Linked DNA regions of Mus musculus: all the other regions are linked to region 3. A link is a contact called in public HiChIP or PLAC-seq and capture Hi-C data. All regions are on one chromosome and are shown on one strand. The core of a region is the stretch at or near the end of the contact, and the rest is flanking DNA. Distances in the headings are between cores, read along the strand shown.

The links. HiChIP or PLAC-seq counts read pairs in DNA pulled down with a chosen protein or histone mark. Capture Hi-C pulls out chosen DNA fragments and counts their contacts.
Region 1: a contact with region 3 is called in an H3K4me3 HiChIP or PLAC-seq map of forebrain, with 19 times the contacts expected there. The contact joins the promoter of Dlx6 here to the enhancer-like site in region 3. A contact is called at or near these places in 16 of 39 promoter capture datasets (the C10 cell line, the HPC-7 cell line, the SN4741 cell line and 10 more), 1 of 15 datasets of contacts at CTCF or cohesin (embryonic stem cells), 38 of 484 Hi-C or Micro-C datasets (B cells, Th1 cells, bone marrow-derived macrophages and 19 more), 21 of 115 datasets of contacts at active chromatin or transcription factors (SST interneurons, VIP interneurons, craniofacial prominence and 12 more) and 4 of 9 other capture datasets (adipose tissue, embryonic tail, liver and 1 more).
Region 2: a capture Hi-C map of embryonic tail shows a contact between it and region 3, with 4 times the contacts expected there. The contact joins two enhancer-like sites. A contact is called at or near these places in 2 of 484 Hi-C or Micro-C datasets (cranial neural crest and embryonic fibroblasts), 1 of 115 datasets of contacts at active chromatin or transcription factors (bone marrow-derived macrophages) and 1 of 9 other capture datasets (embryonic tail).

What each region holds. Positions count from the first base shown.
Region 1 is chr6:6,862,081-6,866,049 of GRCm38.p6, forward strand. It overlaps Dlx6 (distal-less homeobox 6), which reads left to right and starts at 1,254. Exons shown (of 4, transcript NM_010057.2): 1 at 1,254-1,747; 2 at 2,998-3,191. The coding sequence starts at 1,300. The region is part of intron 1 of Dlx6os1 (distal-less homeobox 6, opposite strand 1); the gene reads right to left. Dlx6os2 (distal-less homeobox 6, opposite strand 2) reads right to left here and starts at 3,070. Exons shown (of 1, transcript NR_002839.2): 1 at 1,717-3,070.
Region 2 is chr6:6,656,169-6,660,658 of GRCm38.p6, forward strand. The region is part of intron 2 of Gm20618 (a long non-coding RNA gene); the gene reads right to left. Among named protein-coding and RNA genes, the nearest start is that of Gm20618, 24 kb to the right of the region's middle. Within about 2 kb of position 2,038, at least 11 of the 459 cell types and tissues checked have an H3K27ac peak or open chromatin away from gene starts, as enhancers often do.
Region 3 is chr6:6,004,305-6,008,379 of GRCm38.p6, forward strand. Dync1i1 (dynein cytoplasmic 1 intermediate chain 1) reads left to right here. Exons shown (of 17, transcript NM_010063.4): 15 at 1,966-2,106. Among named protein-coding and RNA genes, the nearest start is that of 1700019G24Rik, 29 kb to the left of the region's middle. Within about 2 kb of position 1,982, at least 95 of the 459 cell types and tissues checked have an H3K27ac peak or open chromatin away from gene starts, as enhancers often do. A contact at or near this core is called in SST interneurons, VIP interneurons, bone marrow-derived macrophages and 13 more, where this site is marked.

The DNA.
Region 1 (3,969 bases), core at 4-2,503, 860 kb after region 3:
GACAATAAAATAAAATCAATTGGAATTGTAATCGAGAGACAAATTTAGGACGAAGGCACTTTTACTTGGGTAGTTTATATTGTAATCAAGATTTGCCAAACCACTAACCGCATGTATCATTTGCATATATTTGAAAGCATTACAGTAGCTTCTGTTTTCAATAGGAAGAAAATGCATTCCTGTCAGCCCTCCAACGACTCTCGCTTTCAGAGCAGGCTGCTGCGTTCTGGGGGTAGTTGGTATTCCTCCTCTGTTGAGGGGGGGGGGGTCAATATATAGGAACTAGGGCCGAAAACAACAGGAATCTCAACAGAGCAGGGTCTGATTTTTCTTTCTTTACTATCCCCGACCCTTGCCATGAGTTGGAGCCCAGATATAGAGGTTTTTCTTCCATCAATGGCATTAATAAAGTACTTCTGGAAAAACCCACAGTGCAAAAGTGCTCCCTTGGGAGTAGAGTTGGGGTCCTGAGGGAGGGGGAAAGTCAAGTGAAGGGGGGGGGATCTGGTTTTAAATGCTAGGGCCACTGCTTCTGAACACAGGCAACCTGAAAGGGTGCAAATGAATTGAAAGCGATCAGCCTCCAGCCAGGCTATTCCGAGTCTCCAAGCCTGGAAACAAGGGCTTGGAGCAGGGTTGGAGCTTCGACAGGATGCGTCTGCAGCCTACCGGGCGCCTCCCTCCACCGCTGCTCCCCTTTAGCTCCGGGCGGCCCCAGGTTGCACCTCTGGGCTGAGCTTGTAGTTAGTTGCTTAAGGTAGGCGAAGAACTCCACAAGCAGCGCACACGCCAGTAGAAGCGGTGCGCCTGTGACGTCAGGGGGCGACTGACCAATAGGAAGGCGCTGCCCTTTGGAGACAAACCATTCGACTCGTGGCGTCTGCATCAAGTCTGAAAGCAGACGCGCAACTTTCGCAGAATCCACCTTAAAATCTCTGCTTTAAACTGCACCAGCCCCCAAAAATCCAAGGGGGGAAAAGCAAGGGGGGGGAGAAGAGAGCAGATTCCCCCTCCCCCCTCTCCTCTCCCATCCCTCCCCCTTCCTCCTCCCTTTGGGTTAACAAGGCCCTGCTCACTATATCTCTTTATATTAAATATATATATGTATATATTAGAGAAGAGTGAGGAAGAGAACCACCTCTGCCCCCTCCTTTAAATTTTTTTTTATTTTTTATTTTTTTTATTTTTTTGCAAGGATCCCGGGAGCTAAGGTGGCTGCAAAGGGGAGAGCGGTGCGAGCCAAGTGGGGGAGGGTGAAAGAAACCCGGGAGAAGGCTTTCTCCAGCCCCCAAAGTTTTGATGATGACCATGACTACGATGGCTGACGGCTTGGAAGGCCAGGACTCGTCCAAATCCGCCTTCATGGAGTTCGGGCAGCAGCAACAGCAGCAGCAGCAACAACAGCAGCAGCAACAGCAGCAGCAGCAGCAGCAACAGCAGCCGCCGCCGCCGCCACCGCCGCCGCCGCCGCAGCCGCACTCGCAGCAGACCTCCCCGGCCATGGCAGGCGCACATTACCCTCTGCACTGCTTGCACTCGGCCGCGGCGGCGGCGGCGGCGGCCGGCTCCCACCATCACCACCACCAGCACCACCACCACGGCTCGCCCTACGCGTCGAGCGGAGGCAACTCCTACAACCACCGATCGCTCGCCGCCTACCCCTACATGAGCCACTCGCAGCACAGCCCTTACCTCCAGTCCTACCACAACAGCAGCGCGGCCGCCCAGACGCGCGGGGACGACACAGGTGAGAGGCCGCTTAGGCAGCTAGCTTCGCCCGCCTCCCCACTGCCTCCGACCCCTCCCGCCCCGCTCACTTCCTCCACGCCGGGGCCTCCGCCGGCCCCCTCCTGCGGGCGGCCCCGTGCGCCCCCAGTCGGGCCCCGTGGGCTCCCGATCGCCTGGCGCCTGCCTGCCGGCCTCTCCCTGCCCGGCCCCTTCCCGCCGCCGTGGACCCCCGGCTGGCTCACCCCGAGGCCCGCTGGCTCCTCCGCCTCCTGCTTGTGGTTCCCATTGAGCCTCCAGGCTGTGCCCTAGCCTGGCTCTACGGTCCCCACTGCGCCCTCCAGCCCACCAGGTCTGTGTGCCCTCTACCTTGTCCCTTCCCTCTCTGCTGGGACCCGCATTTATCAGAACTGGAGACAATTCTGGGCCAGGACTGAAGGGCTAGTTAAGGCTTCCCATCTCAACGCTGGGAGAGCGGTGGCCTACTTTGCCTGGGGCACTTGGTGCCCCTTGGTGACTTGGAACGAAGCTGTTGCAGCCGATAGATACTAGTGACATTGGGTTTTGTCTTTTGTTTTTGTTTTGCTTTTAAAATCTTCCCTCGTGGGCTTTGAGGTGTCCCCCCCACGTCCCCAGACCTGGCTCCCTCTCTCTGGGTTTTCAGTAGTACTTTGGCTGCTCCTTTGTTCTTGGAAGTGAAGCAGAGGGCCTGGGGTTGATAGCTCTCCGTTGTCCAGAGAGTCTCAGCCTGCTCTGGAGCTGCTCTGAGCTCCTGGTTGTGTTCTGTGTCTGGGCTTTGATACACGCGAGCAGAATCATTTCAAACATACAGAAGGGACTTAAAGCACTAAGCTTGCAGCTGGGTGACACAAAACTAACTGGTCACATAAACAACCGGGTGGTTCTGGTATAGCTTTAGGCGTTGGGAAAAGCCAGGCCAAGAAACCGCTCTCGGGCCCAGAGAAGAGAAGCCTTACAGCGCCACGGACTTCGGAAAGCGGCCTGCGCTGTCTCCGCTGTTGCGGAGCGTCTCTTTTATGCCCCGGGCTTCCTAGATTCGATCCACTATCATAATGCATTGTTAGTGTTGGAGACACGGTCGGAGGGAAGCTTTCACAGCCTCTGGGGGCACGTGCCCACAGTGGTATAGCGGGGATATTACGAGGAACTCTTTTTAAACTTGGGAGAAACTCCTTGCCAGCCTTGTCACATGAAGGGAGAAGGCAGTAGTGGCCTCGCGGGTGACCACTCCTCTGTGTCATTTGCTTACAGATCAACAAAAAACGACAGTGATCGAAAACGGGGAAATCAGGTTCAACGGAAAGGGGAAAAAGATTCGGAAGCCTCGGACCATTTATTCCAGCCTGCAGCTCCAGGCTTTAAACCATCGCTTTCAGCAGACTCAATACCTGGCCCTTCCCGAGAGAGCCGAACTGGCTGCTTCCTTAGGACTGACACAAACACAGGTAATTCCCGGGAAGCCCAAGTACCCCTGAAATGCTGGCCCTGCTTGATAACCGTGCAGAGAGCATACCAGGAGGAATTCTTGGCCTAGTCAACCAAGGATGGAAGGAGCTAAATGACAAATGCCCGTGCTCCAGTTGTGCACTTTCCTGGGATCACACAGTTTGGAACAAATGACATGGTATTGAATACTGAATTGGATTTGCATATACACCAACCCTCTGCGACCCCAGCTGAGCCTAGGATCTTTTGGTGAACAAATTCAATCAAATCTTATTCCAGAGCAGAATAACACGAAGTAGAACAAGTGTGTGTGTGTGTATGTGTGTGTGTGTGTGTGTAGTATCCAGCTAAGAAGCAAAATAAGGCCTTTCTTAAGGACCCTTTAGTGACCCTTAGGAATTAATATTAATTTCAACTCATTGTCATAGGAAGGAAACTTATGAGCTGAGACCAGGAGCAAAAGTTAGACTCTAGCAGCTTAATAAAGACATCCATGTGTAAGCCATTCACTCCGGGATGGGTAAGACAGGACTTTCTGAAGATTGCATTAAGCTCTGTAGTTGAATCATTCTGGTACCAAATAGTGCAGGCTGAGGTACCTCCCTGGAGCACAGAACTTGACAGAATTGAGAAACAAAGAGAATGTTCCCCAAATCACGGCCTGGGACACCACAGATAATAAACAGTCCTGCTGACCTGAAAAGTATACTGGACATTTCAGATTTCACAGAAAGGGGCCCATAGGTGAGTATATCAGCCTGCACTCAAAAGCCAGCA
Region 2 (4,490 bases), core at 788-3,287, 650 kb after region 3:
CATTGCTTTTCCTGTTAAAAATAGACTACAGTAACTAACAGGAAGAAAAGGCTTAGCCTGAAAACCCACTAAGCAATGCAGAACTTACCGTTTCTAGCACTAACACTCAGTAGCTGAAAGCAGATCATTGCCAGGAAGAAGTATTTACCAATATTAAAAGGTCTTGGCCCATCATAGCTAGTGTGAGATTTGGAATATAGCTTTTGTTGCCAAGGTGACAAACACTTATAAATATAACACATCTTCTAATGTGCTTTTAACTTGGTATTTTTATGGCTTTTAAATCAGATACCATTAGCAAATATATTAGGTAATTTAGCTGAAAGACCATTTTGCTCTAACACTTTTTGTTACATTTCCCCAGGTATTTCAGTAAATGTCTGTTGTGACACCCCGCTCCTGCCAGGCTTCCAACGTCACGGGATACATAAAGTACAGATGGTAGAGATTAACATATATTACCTTGCTTTTTTGTATCGATCACTGAAAAAAAATGTACAGAAGAGAGTTAAATTTGTAGTCTCCTCAAAGAGCAATCATTGTTCCTATTGTTATTTTGGGGTTTATACCTCCTCCTTCCAAATAACAGTCTGGCATAAAAATTCAATACTCAAGGAAAAGGTTTTGGGGACAGCATAATAACTATATATTAACACTTCCCCCAACCTCCACACCTAACTGCTTTCCTTTAAATATCAAAACGAGAAAGCTAGGAAGGAAATAATTACAATAGACCATTTACAGCACTGGTATTTCCACAAGTCTAAGTTTATTGTTCCAAACAATAAGCCCAGCAACCCAGGGAGGGAAAGAATTAGCTCTAAATACATTCAGTGAATTTTCTTACAGGCAAGCCTGAGGGGTGGACATGTTTGTCACAGCAAAGGTGAAAGCCAGATGAAATGTAGTTAAAGTCTAAATTTGCACTGATTTTATCTTAAATTCTTCTTTAAAGACTCTTCCTTCCTTCCTTCCTTCCTTTCTTCCTTCCTTCCTTCCTTCCTTCCTTCCTTCCTTCCTTCCTTCCTTCCTTCCTTCCTTCCTTCGAGTTTCAGTCATCTTACAGTTGTTTAAGAAGTACCAACTGGCACGGCAGATACAAAACTGAACAAGTCACCGATCTCAAGGAGAGTCTATCAGGAAAGATCCAGGACTATAAATACAATGGGCAGCCCAGTGAGTAAGTTCTGAGTCAAAGACTACACCCAAAGTTCGGGAAAGACGCCCTGAAAGGAAGAGAATCAAGACAACAATGAGCAACAGATACTTTCTTTAAATCGCAAACCTCTAGAGAGATCACGTTTTATCTGGCAAACCTAGAATTGCTGTGTCCTTACTGTGCGATTTTGCATGCTTCCCTGTGCCCCGGTTACCTATCTTCTAGTTAATTATCCTTGCTTGCCTCCTGCATAACAACTCATGCAGGACTGGTGACAGAGAGGGTGGGATATGGGAAGTGTAGATAACTGAGTTCTTTGAGAAGGAAATATGCTATAAAAACATCCAGCATCCTTATAATTCTGAGTAGTAACATTTAGATAATTATCATATATGCTGCACCTCTGTGAGCATGTGGTTTGCTTTTTTATAGGCAGACAAGTGCTGATGTTGATTTTCTCTAATAACTTTGGAAGTAATTTTAATCCTACATTACAGAACATAATAATCTTTAGAGTAGGTTAAATCCCTCCGTATTTGAGTAGATTTTGTTATTTACCAAGGTCTTAGGCAATTTCACCACAATGATAAAAAGCAGCACCTTAGTGAGCCCCACTTTCTCCTTGAGAATCTGGAACACAGTTTCACAGACAGGGCAACACCTTCTGCAAAACAAACAACATTTGGGGTGTGTGTGTGTGTGTGTGTGTGTGTGTGTGTGTGTGTGTGTGTATTTGATGGAGCCTGGGGCTTGCCAATGAGAGCTGGGAACGAGCTGAGACTGGCTAGCATACCTGAGGCAGCTGTTACACAGTGGCGCCTGGATTCTTCTCAGGCTGCTGGCTGGCTCCCCTGTTCCTCCTCCTCCTTTCATGGCCTCTCTAACTCTACCCCTTACTGTCTTTCTTCCTCCTGCTGAGGCCTTGGTGATTCCCATGGCCCGAGACTCTAGCCTAGTCCTGCTGCCAGACATTCCAAGGCTGTCTGGCTGAGGAAAGGAACCCACACTGGTCTGGTCAGGCCATGAAGTCAAAGAGAAAAATGACCCTCAGTTTTCTTATCTGTTTCATCTTTTCTTTCTCCTATTCATTTTTTTTTTCCTTCTTATTCTTAGTTTTCTTGCTGGAGATTAGCCATACATTGTCATGGCAACCAGGGAAAGTGACAGTTTGAGGAAGATAGGCTCCTAAGTCCTGAAACTTGCCTCAGGCTTTGTCAACAAGACATTGTCTATCAACTTGACCAGTGATTTGCCAAAGTGCCAGGCATTCCCTAATAAAGAGCAGCCTGTTGAAGGAGCCTATGGGAATCCTTCCTTTCCTCATGTAGATGAGGCTGCTCACCTTCAGGAGATGCTAAAGCAGGCAGGTTGCACAGTGTTTAACTCTGGGATTTAAGACCACGAGGAAACTTTCTTTTTTTCTGTTGTTTTGTTTTTTTAGTTTAATCTGGCTTTCCATGATTTAAGGTAATTTCCCCAAAGGCTGGGACTGGGACTGGACACAATTCGTATAGTGAACCAAGATGAAATAAAACTATGACAACACCAAACAAGCATGGGGAAATTCAAAGACCCCATACCCCTGAAGACCAGGTTCCCTGAAAAAAGACAGAAGCTATGCATCCTCCATGAAATGACTAATGATATTTATCCTGAGAGACTCTGGTAACAGTTTTTCAACTTGGGCCCACTGACAGAAGAAAGCAATTACTTATGGTTATACTTTTTTTTTTTTTAATTTGACAAAGATCACAATCATGGTGGATTAGGTCCATTTAATATCTCAATTAATAAGCCTTCTACAATAGTAACATGTCAACTTTGGTTCACCAAATCCACCCCAGTTGATAATCATCCAGGAAATGTCTTTCATGCTTCCATATTAAATTTAATCTGCACCCTGCTTTATAAGACCTTGTATTCCTGTGTTGGAAAAAATATGCTTATTTTATTATTCCAACTTAACAGCTTGCTTAGCAAAGTTGATAGGTAGGAGTTTAGGAGATATTCAGTGAATACCTACTTTGTATATTTACAAAAGAAGCAGCTGTAAGGGAGTTACCCGGCGGCAGCAATTTTTTTTTTTTTGTCCCACTGTTCTCCTATTGGTTTTCCATTCATTCAGCAGATTTATCTGTCATGAAGAATTTAAGTTTCATATTTTCTTCTGTCGGTTTGAAAAGGCCTGTCAGCTGGGGCTTACACTACCGTTTGCCAAAAGGCCTATAGCACACAATGACAATACAATCTTATATTTGTGCTTCCTAGTCTCCGGATAATCCTCCACTTTCTTCCTGTGCAGCCCGGTTATGATCAGGCTTAAGTTGCATATTCTGCTTTTAGCCAGATTCTGCTGATAAATGCTATCAGCAAGACTGAAATGAAACACATCAGGCCTAGCTCTTATTACCAGTATAGAATATGCCTTGAGCGTTTTGTGTGCTATGCAGAGACATTATTTGTACGAAACTTTAATTTGCAGAAACAAAACAAAAGGACGGCTAATGGCATGGCTCTTATCTGCATTTTTTTCAATGCTCCAAGACCCTTGTATCCATATACATGGAAATTCAGATCTCCTCTTCATACACCTTATATTAACATTCCATGGAGATGTGCCTGAGAAACCAAAGTAAATGATTTCTGGAGAGGATGTAGTTTTAAGAAAAAAAAATGTACTCTTACCATTATTTATCAATATCTTCACATAGGAGACTCTTTGTTCTTGACATTTACAAGTGATCTAATGTGATTTACATCCCCCCTCTTCGCATACAGCAGCTACCACATTTCCTTACATGGAATTGTAGAACTACTAGGAAGCTACAAACCCTTTTTTTTTTTATAACTCACTGGGATTTGTAGCAAACTTCGAAAGCTTGCTGTGTTAGTAAGATGCATCCTTGCCTCAGCCAAGGAGAGGAAGGGGTTATCACGGCTCTGGGAACTCAGGAGTGGAACAAAAGCTGGCAGTCTGACGCCAAAATAACATCCCAGTGAAAAGCGAAATTGCTTCTAAGGCAAAATTGCCTCATTTGAAAATTGTAGTGATACTGAGAACAATTATGTCACTTAAACTTTCACAATTTTGTTTTTATCAATCAATTATAAGGCTATCATGTGGTTTAAATGCAATTATTTAATAAGGGCATTTCTAACAGTCCAACATAATCAGTTACACTTTGGGCAAGCTCTCCTCTGAGGCGTTTTCTGTTAGTGTCTAAGAGTTTCCTATGGTAATAAATACTTTTTGAAAAAGCCAAATAAAATCCTTGTTTTTCAGAAAGGTTCCCTCCATACTCCATAGTAAATCATTTTCCCCAGCTGAAAA
Region 3 (4,075 bases), core at 732-3,231:
ACATTCTTTTTTAAACAAAGAGTCAGATTGTAATATACACGATGGTCAGTGAGAAACACCAGCTATTTCGTACTTTCTTTTGGATAAATAAGGCAAAATGATACAATCATGCTATCAGGTAATAATTTGATACTTGGATTGTCTAAAAAAGTATGAATTATCTAATATAAACAATGAGAAGAAGGCATAAGCAGTAGCTGATAAACAAATAATTTTGGTTTCTAGTCATATGACAGAAATGAGATTTAAAACATGTTTATCTAGAAATTACAGAATAATAATATTACATCACTATAAAACAAATGTTTAGTTTGTTCCTTCTTGGTGTTTCAATGGTGGGTATTTTTTTCAAATTATATTTCCTCAGAAATACTTTTGAAGTTAAAAATATGACGCATCTATCTCTTTAAAAAACATCACACACAAACTCACACACACTCAAACACAAATACACACACACACACACACACTAGTTTATCTACAATCTGTGCTGCCCTAATCTATCTAAACTTTGTTTGCATCAAACCAGTTACTTTTACGCGTCAAGGAAATGCAAATAATGGAAGTTACAGTCACTCCCCTAACACGTCGGTGCATTCGGTTTCAGTTTAAGAACTGTGGGTTTGCACTGATTCTCGCCGCTCTAATCTCAGCCCATGTACTGTGGGCATCTCGCATTCACAAGCAGCACACATTGGCAGTTCTCGCTGATAACTTGGAGCGGATTCCCTACAGATGAGTTCTTTGAATATCCAAGGCAGAAAGGATTTGATTGTTACATTGTATGTTATCTTTTCTTGATCTTAAGGCCCTGGCCTGTGTAGACATTCCACAGAGCCTGAGAAGAGAGTGCAGACAGCTGACTGGAGGAAGAAGACAAAAATTCCCATTGTTTAGATTTCTGTCAGAGGATATAAGAATAGTTAATTTCTTTTATCTCTAGGGCTTTCATTATCATTTAAATTTCATTTTACATTAATTGATCAGGGATTAGTAAAGCCATTATGCAGAAATTAGAATAAGACAAGCCAGATGGAATGAATAATTCATAAAGTCCAATTACGTTTTATTTCTGGTGTACTTTCAAACTTGCCTCTGACTTCTGTGCTATTTTGATGTGACAATATTCGCTGGAAATCAAGTGTGCCATTTTAATTTATTATATCCCTCTGGAGTGGAGGCATTTGTATGCAGTGGAAAAATGCTCTGTGTTTCCCCTCAGAACATCAACTGTAGGGGTCTTGGAAATCCTTGGTGATTTAGAAAGGAAGTCATATTTTCTGTGTAAGTTCAGAGGTTCTAGAATGAGCCACATTGCTCCACTTGGTTCTGGCGAACTAACCCCATACAGGGAGGCTAAGGTCTTGAGTGGAGAGATTTCCACTTTTCTGTAAGAGCGCAAACCCGCATTTAAAGGTATTTGTCTCCTTCCCTCGCCGCACAAAAAGAGTTAAAATATGAATTTGGCCTGCAGTTGGACTGGAAGAAGCCATCGTTGCTGCAGCGACAAGGGAGGTCCACGAGGTGGCAGACGTTGCCTTCGGTGCAGAGCCAGGGTCGCCAGGGACCGCCCGGGCTTCGGAGCATGCCAGCAGGTCCAAGCCCCTCAGCCCACTGCTGGGTTCAGGCTCCCGCGACCTGCATGCACAGCTTGGCCTGGCAAGAATTCCGAGCTAATGGCAGTCGCGTCCACCTGTCTGGAATGTCGCTTACAACTGTGTCTGAAACCGCCTCGCTCCGCGGGTCCCGGCCCCGGCCCATTCAAAGTACACCCCACCCCCGGGGATTTATTTATGCCACTGGACAGTTGTAGTCACATTAAAGCTCCGGTTCACCTTCTCGAGGACTTTCATCTCGGGAAGTTTTATGACACTTGGTGAATGTGCAAAGTTTTTAATTAGGCTCTCTAGACAGCCCGAGGCGGCGGCAGCGCCACTAAGTCTTCACGGTCTCTCTGCTTTACAGCACAACAAGCCGCTCTACTCCTTTGAAGACAATGCAGACTATGTGTACGATGTCATGTGGTCCCCCGTGCATCCCGCGCTCTTTGCCTGCGTGGACGGGATGGGGCGCTTGGACCTCTGGAACCTCAACAGTGACACCGAGGTGAGCGACAGGCGCCCGGGCCCAGGGATGGGAAAGGGGGACCCGGGTCACTCTGCAGTCTGGTCCTTCGTGGGGGGGGGGGGAGCCTTTTGTGGACAGACCCTACAATTGCCTCTGGGTACAGTCCATTGCCCCCACTCTCAACCCCCAATTCTTGACTTCCCAGAAGGGAACCAACAGATGCATTGGCCAAAACTCCATGTCACTTCATCCCTAAACTGTACCAGATCTTAGACAGTTAACGACTCTGCCCCACACACATCTTTTCCCCCAACAGCACAAAGTGTGTTCACACTTTTCCCTAAGGGGAAGGACACATCGTGTTGAAATAACTTTATTGGCAGAGACTTGGAAAAGTAAGCTTTTGTGGGTGCTGTTTTTAGACTGGATTATTGAAATGAGGTTACTCTGTCAACGCTGGCTATTTGTACAATTTCTGTTTCGACTCCATTGAAGATGGTTCTCTACACTGCTTTCTGTTTAGTTCTACCATCCATTTGATTTATTGCTATGGAAATATTCCTTGTCTACAATATTGAACTCAAAGGCCATAGTGTCTAAGTTTATACATGTATGCAAAACTCAATTCGTCTTTAAAATGGGATTTTAACGTGTCACATTTAAAGTCATTCACAAGATAAAATAGGCATCTATTTAAAAAAAAAACAGTTGATAACAAAATGAATATTTTTGAGGATGTCATCTGCTTTGTTCCTCTTCTTTCAATCCCTCAAAAGTATCGAGGGCCTAACTCAGGGCCTTGGGAATGATGTTGTTGCCAGGGACCGTGTTACATGACTATTTTATGTCCTAAAATGGCCTCTGCATCATTTCTTGGTTTTTGGTTCCGGTACAAATACCCAGGTAAAGATTCCATGGGACAAGGTATATATATATGTCAAGTAAAGCAGGCCTTTTGAAGTTCTTGGCGCAGGAAGCCATTCAGCCTTTGTAATTAAGGATCCTAAGGCTGGAGGACATGAAGGAGAAGCACAGAAGGCTAGGACTTTTTGTGGGAGGGGACAGGGGAATTTCCTTTGGGTGGTGTTGTGTCTGGGTACCTATAAGTGCACAGTTACCTGTGACTATCACCAGACAAATGTGTTTCTATCGCGGCCATTTTTCCTTTTACCTCCAAGAACTATGGGAAAAGAAAGTTACGTAATGAACTATGTTTGAAAATGATCAGAAGGCACGAGTGAGATGCCCATCACTGAGATGTTTATAGCATCACTGCATTTAAGAGTAAGATGCTATTACCTTACCTTGTAATGCTTTCCCAAAGTCTTTCATCACTGTTGATTAAAATCATATTGCTTCTATTTGCTAGAAGAAACTCACTCAAAGCAAATTAAAAAAAAAAAAAACAAAAACAAAAACCTCTTTCCAGATTGACTCGGGAGTGTGCTATATCAGAAAGCAGGCCTGGCTGGGATGCTTCCATGACACCCGGCTCCAAAGTGTACAAAGGGATGTAGTGGCCCACAACCTACTTAATAACTTCCACCTCTCGATCTCTCTCCTCTCTCCATAAAAGGAAAGCTATATCTTGACACTGGCTTTTCTTTCTATAGGTATCAAAGAGAGAAACTCAGGGAAGTTTTGTGCTTAACATTTAAAAACTCATGGTTGGTCATACATACAGTTGAGTCCAGGACCTCACAGTTACAAACTTTTTTTTTTTTAGATTTAAGTGAGATTAGGAAATAGATTTTTAAAAGACAGAGAGAGCCTATATTCCCCATCTGCTTTGTTGTTCTTGAAATTATTGTAGTTTTAAACCAAATTGTCACCTCCACCCCCACCCCTCGGCGAAAATGGCTATTTACCCTTGATGCAAGCGACTCTTACTGCTTAGTAATTTATGCTATATACATCTTGTATTTGCAATTAAAATGACTGTGCCATAAAAACATGAGAATACTTATGAAATCAAAGTTGGAAGTAAGGCACATGCAAAGAGCGTGCA